2 separate regions of the Sus scrofa genome follow, and region 2 is linked to region 1. A link is a contact called in public HiChIP or PLAC-seq data. All regions are on one chromosome and are shown on one strand. Each heading gives the region's core, a stretch centred on a gene start, on an enhancer-like site or on the middle of the called end of the contact. The rest is flanking DNA. Distances are from core to core; before and after follow the strand shown.

The links. HiChIP or PLAC-seq counts read pairs in DNA pulled down with a chosen protein or histone mark.
Region 2: a contact with region 1 is called in an H3K27ac HiChIP or PLAC-seq map of alveolar macrophages. The contact joins two enhancer-like sites. A contact is called at or near these places in 1 of 47 Hi-C or Micro-C datasets (embryonic fibroblasts) and 1 of 2 datasets of contacts at active chromatin or transcription factors (alveolar macrophages).

What each region holds. Positions count from the first base shown.
Region 1 is chrX:88,354,673-88,357,616 of Sscrofa11.1, forward strand. The region is part of intron 3 of MID2 (probable E3 ubiquitin-protein ligase MID2); the gene reads left to right. Among named protein-coding and RNA genes, the nearest start is that of NLRP12L, 47 kb to the right of the region's middle. Within about 2 kb of position 1,264, at least 1 of the 83 cell types and tissues checked has an H3K27ac peak or open chromatin away from gene starts, as enhancers often do. A contact at or near this core is called in alveolar macrophages, where this site is marked.
Region 2 is chrX:88,526,221-88,529,286 of Sscrofa11.1, forward strand. VSIG1 (V-set and immunoglobulin domain-containing protein 1) reads left to right here. Exons shown (of 7, transcript XM_021079751.1): 4 at 2,461-2,616; 5 at 3,004-3,066. Among named protein-coding and RNA genes, the nearest start is that of ATG4A, 18 kb to the right of the region's middle. Within about 2 kb of position 1,436, at least 3 of the 83 cell types and tissues checked have an H3K27ac peak or open chromatin away from gene starts, as enhancers often do. A contact at or near this core is called in alveolar macrophages, where this site is marked.

The DNA of each region.
Region 1 (2,944 bases), core at 14-2,513:
ACCCATGGCATATGGAGGTTCCCAGGCTAGGGGTCGAATCAGAGCTACAGCTGCAAGCCTACGCCAGAGCCACCGCAACGCCAGATCCCAGCCGCTTCTGCAACCTACACCACAGCTCACGGCAATGCCAGATCCTTTACCTACTGAGCGAGGCCAGGGATCAAACCCGCGTCCTCATGGATACCAGTGGGGTTCGTTACTGCTGAGCCATGACGGGAACTCCCGTATATGTACATTCATCATAGCACTTCTATATACCTATTTGTCTCCCCACCAGACCTTAAACTTAGTGGGTACTGTGGCCTATCCACTTTTTTTATACCCAGCACATGGCTTGGGACACAATAGGTGCTGAGAAAGGATAATTAAATAAACACTGCCCTCTGGTGGCTAGCTGTTGTCAGTACAATCCTTTATGCACCCCAGGGATGAGTAAAGCACAGCCAGTTTCACAAGAGAGGTAACTCTTTCCTTCTTTTAACATTGGGTGAGGAACCATTTCAGAATATGTGATCTCCTAGCACCTAGGTGGTTGTTTCAGCATCTTTGAAAATCTTCCATAATGTGGCAAACCATATGTAAATGGCAGAGCCAAATTACCATTTTGAGTAATTGTATAAAAAGAAAATGTAAGGGAAATTTGCCTCTTGTAATGAAGACATGTGACCTAGTATACAATTTTTCATTCTCTCTTTATTTCAGGGCCAACATACTCACATTCGTTCATTAATTCCACAAATATTTGTTGACTACCCACAGTGTGCCAGGCATTATTCTAGGTGTTGGGAATACAGTAGTGAATAAAACAAAGTCCTTAAGATTACGAAGCTTATGTGCTAGCTGGGGGAGACACACAATAAATATATTTTTATTAGGAGTTATACATGTTATGGATAAAAATCAACTAGGATGCCAAGTGGGTATGAGATGAGACGCCATTTGAGCAAAGGCCTAAAAATATCTAGTTATAACTTCAGAAAAATTTATAAATGTTGGTTCACCCGATCTGTCTAAACCATTATGGGACTTCTAAAGTTTTTCTTTTTCTTTTAATTCTTGAAATAAGTTTAAGCTCATATAGAAGGTTCTAAAATAATAGAGTTCCAACACACCATCCATATATTCTTCCCCAGTGTTAACATCTTACATAACCACATAACTCTCGCAATTAGGAAGTTATCATTGGTACAATATTCTACTAAGCAAGCTACAGACCACATGCAGATTTCATCAGTTTTTAACATGTACTCAGCCTTTTGGAGGGGCGGGGGGGAATGTGTGTAGTTCCATAAATGTCATCACATGTATAGATTCGTGTAACTACCACCATAATGAGAACAGTACAATCTCATTACCCCTAAAACCTCATTTGTGCTACTTCTTTGCAGTCACATCTGCCCCCCTGGCAGCCACGGATCTGTTCTTCATCACGATAATTTTGTAATTTGTGGAATGTTACATAAATGGAATCATGCAGTATGCAACATATTATGATTTGTTTATGTCACTCATCATCATGCCTCTGAGATACATTCAGGTTGTGTGCATCAATGGTTTACATTTTTTTTTTATCGTTGATGATCCACAATTCGTTTATCTGTGCCCCCACTGAAGAGCATTTCAGTTGTTTCCAGTTTTTGGCTAAGACCCATAAAGCTGTTACGAACATCCCTGCAAGTTTGTGTGTGCGTGTGTGTGTGTGTAGATATAAATGTTCATATTTATAGGCTAAATTCACAAGGGTGAGATCCAGAGAGTTTTATAGCTTCAGAGGGGGTTATAAGCAAGTACTATGCTTCACAAAACAAGTAGTGGAGTGGAAAGAACACTGGATGGGGAGCGAAAGCTCTGGCTCCAGCCGTGCCCTGTCATTGATCGTACTATGATGTTGAGTAAGCCCTTCTCTCTAGGCCTCACGTTTCTATCTATAAAATAAGAGGCTAGAAATGGATGCTTACTTCAGTCCTTTTAAGATTTAACAATTTTACGGTTCTGAAGATATAGAAAGGAGGTTTCTGCTTCATTTCATGTAGGATATATATATGTGTGTGCATGTGCGTGTGTGTGTGTGTGCGCGCGTGTGTATAATACCTCTCCCACTTCTTGCCTGTTCTAAATAGCTACCTTGTGTAGAAGGAGAATATGGGGGGAGAAAATAACTAGCCCTAAGGCTACCAAGGCTTGGAGGTCTGATCCCTGAGGGATTCTAAAACTAACACAGAATTGCCACCCGGCACTAGGCCATTCCTAAGACATGTATATAGAGCCAATTATCCTCTCTCTGTGTTGCCAAAATTTTTGTTCATTAAACTCGGTAAGTAAACATGGAAAATGTGTGTGTGCATGTCGATATACGTGTGTGTGCATTATATATGTTCTACATGTTACATTATATGCATTTTGGGGGCCACACCTATGGCATGCATCCTCAGGGATCGAGCCCATAACATAGCAGTGACCCAACGCCGGATCCTTAACCCACTGAGGGAGGCCAGGGATCGAACCCGCAACCTCGTGGATCCTAGTCGGGTTCCTTAACCACCGAGCCACGAAGGGAACTCCCACACCATATTTATGGCTTTGATGCTCCCATTCCCCACCTACCTCTGCCCCGCAACCCCTCATCCACTCCTCTGCCAAAAAATTAAATGTAGGCACTGAGGCAGTCGGTTGCTTAACTCTGCCTCAGCAATTTATTTTTTTTTTGTCTCCTAAGCTCCAGTTCCTCCAGTACAGAATCTTATTAATAGCTTTACATATTCCCCAGTCTGTTAAGTGAGCACCCTCCCTCCAAATCAAATGAAACAGATAAAATCCATTAAAAAAAACAGCCCCGCTTCATTTAATTCTTTTTATGTAAAGCCAGCAGAATCATCTTTGAAATGTTGTAGAATTTTGCTTTAGAAAACAAAGAAGATGTCTCATCTTCCTCTTCCTTTTATAC
Region 2 (3,066 bases), core at 186-2,685, 170 kb after region 1:
CATTATCTTGTAATAATCTATAATGGAGTTTAATCTGCAAAAATACTAAATCACTGTGCTATACACCTGAAACTAACTAATTTTGCAACTCAATTTAAAAAAAAATTAAGCTTCAATTAAAAAAGAAAGGATGGTGAGTTCCTATCATGGCTCAGTGGTAATGAACCTGACTAGTATCCATGAGGGTGCAGGTTCAATCCCTGGCCTCACTCGGTGGGTTGAGTGTCCTTTGTTGCCTTGAGCTGTGGTATAGGTCACAGACACAGCTCGGATCCTGCGTTGCTGTGGCTGTGACCTAGGGCAGTAGCTCCAGCTCTGATTCAACCCCTAGCCTGAGGACTTCCATATGCTGCAGGTATGGCCCTAAAAAAAAAAAAAAAAAAAGGAAAAAAATGGTGAAATTTTCTAAGGGCTATAGCTGTAGCCATCTGTTTTCCTGTTCATGTGTACAGAGGGTTAGAGTCTAAGATTGGAAGATTAACATCAGTTACAAGGTATGAAATGTGGCAGCAAGAGTTATTCCTGCTTATTGCCAACAGCAATTCCATGTGCAAGACACTACACACAAACACATTACTTTATTTATATAAATACAATAAAGTATTTATATACTGGATTAGCTGGAGTTCAGATAATCTCTCATTCATATTTTACAGATGAATCAACTGAGGTTTGGCTACATTAGATTACTTGCCTCAGTACATCTAGGGTAAAGTTTCAGAGCCAGTGTTCGGTGTCGATTCTGAGCTGTGCTCTTTACTGCTGCCTCCCAAGTGAGAGCTGGAGAGCTGGGCAGTCCGGAGCATTTAAGGTGTAACTAGCCTAAGGTAGAGAATCTAGGCCTTTGGAGTGTTTTGTATCCAAATTAAGATAAGGAAGGTGAATTGGAAAGTATTGATTCAGATCCTTATCTGTTTGTCAGACTGAGGTTAGAATAAGCTGTGAGCCATAAGATGACTGAGGAGAATCAGTTTCTCAGCTTCCCCCCAGGACTTCTCCACTGAGGTGTTTCATAAGCAGCTTCAACTCAGTAAACTCAGCAAGATCAGCTACCCAGCTGTCCAAATCAGAACCCTGGGAGTCATCAGTGACACCACCTTCTACCCTCTTCCTCATGCCACATGTCCACGGTCATCAAGCCCTATGGACTTCTTCTTTTTTTTTTTTTTTTTTTTTTTTTTGCTTTTTAGGGCCACACCCACAGCATATGGAGTTTCTCAGGCTAGGGGTCTAATCGGAGCTACAGCTGCTGACCTACGCCACAGCCTCAGCAATGTGGGATCTGAGCCTCGACTGCGACCTACACCACAGCTCAGGGCAACGCCGGATCCTTAACCCACTTGATCGAGGCCAGGGATTGAACATGAAACCTCGTGGTTCCTAGCGGGATTCGTTTCTGCTGCATCACGATGGGAACTCCCCTGTGGACTTCTTAAATATCTCATGAATCTGTCTCTTCCTCTCCCTTGGCTCATGTACCCCCAGAGTTAGAGCAGTCCATCTAATGGAGTTCCCTGGTGACCTAGCAGGTTAAGGATCTGGTGTTGTCACTGCTGTGGTGCCGGTTTGACCCGTGGGGTTCGATCCGTGGCTGGGGAACTTCTGCATGCCGTGGGTGTGGCCAAGAAAACCCAAGCAAACAAAACCCAAAAAACAAAACATAAAACATTAGAATGATCATTCACTCTCCTTCTGTGGTCCTGTTGCTCTGAGTATAAAATACATGAATGACAGAGCCCTCCAAGCTGTGGGCTCCACTGCTCTCTAGCCTAATATCTTACCGCTTCCCCCATCCCACTTCAGAACTGGGTCAGAGTCCCTTCGGAATTGCTGGTGCCTAGTCCAGTGCCGGGCACACAGAAGGCACTCAAGGATGAATCAACGTTTTAGTGCCATTTAGCACACCCTTCCCTCCACATGGGTTTCCCCTCCCGAGGCAGGACACAGGCAAATTCAAACCCTCTATTTTGTGCCACCCAGAAGAAAAAATGCCAAAAAATGACTCACAAAGGAGAAGAAAAATATGGCACTAGTAAAACAGTGGTTTTATTAATAACTGGTTATCTCAAAGTATTTAAGGGTTCTCTTTTCCTTTAAAACTGTGCTTCCGAAGTATAAACTATGTTCCCCTTTGTTTAATGTTTGCTTACACTTGGTTGTTTTATTAAAGGCATATTTTAAGCTACAGTGCGGAAATTCATGGTTATGAATCTGGGGAGGAGGCAGATGGAAGGGATGCCATTAGAATATTAATGGCCCAGTGATGGGAATGTCTTGCACATGCAGTGCTCTACTCCCACCTGGTGGTCCAACTAGAAAACTGTCGAAATAAGTTTTTAAAGATTAAAAAAAAAAAAAAAGCATGCATGTTCTACAAAAGGAAAGTGAGAAAGTGACTCAGATTGGTACAGGCGGCCATTCATCATGCGTGATTTTTTACTCTTTGTCATTGCCTTGCAGTCAAACCTTCTAAGCCCTTTTGCAGCATCCAAGGAATACCAGAAACTGGCCATCCTGTATCTCTTACTTGCCTCTCAGTGCTTGGAACACCTTCCCCTGTGTATTACTGGCATAAAGTTGAGGGAAGAGACATCATCCCAGTGAAAGAAAACTTCAGTAAGTTTAGCCCTCTGCTGCCCCTGGCAAGGCCTGGTGTGGGGGGTTGGTTGACAGCATGCCTGTGTGTCTGGCGGCTCGTCCTTTGCGTCCAGTCTTCTATTTGTCTGGGAGAAGAATGTAAAAAGAATGTCAGGCAACAAGATGATTGTGCCCAGGTCTTCTCCCCAACTTCTAGAAGTCAGGACTGTTTTTGGCTCAGAGGTGGCAGGCATGGAACATGGTCCCAAATGGAGGGGGAGTCTCCAGGGGTCTAGTTGGGCCCTGGACATCTCAAGAAAGGGAGGCCACTGTGAGAAAGTGGGTAGCCATTGAATGATCTGCTATATCCACATGATCTGTACCCACATAAGAGATTTGAAAACTCTTCTCTCCTGGTTTTGACAGACCCAGCCACCGGGATTTTGTTTATTGGAAATCTGACCAATTTTGAACAAGGTTATTACCAGT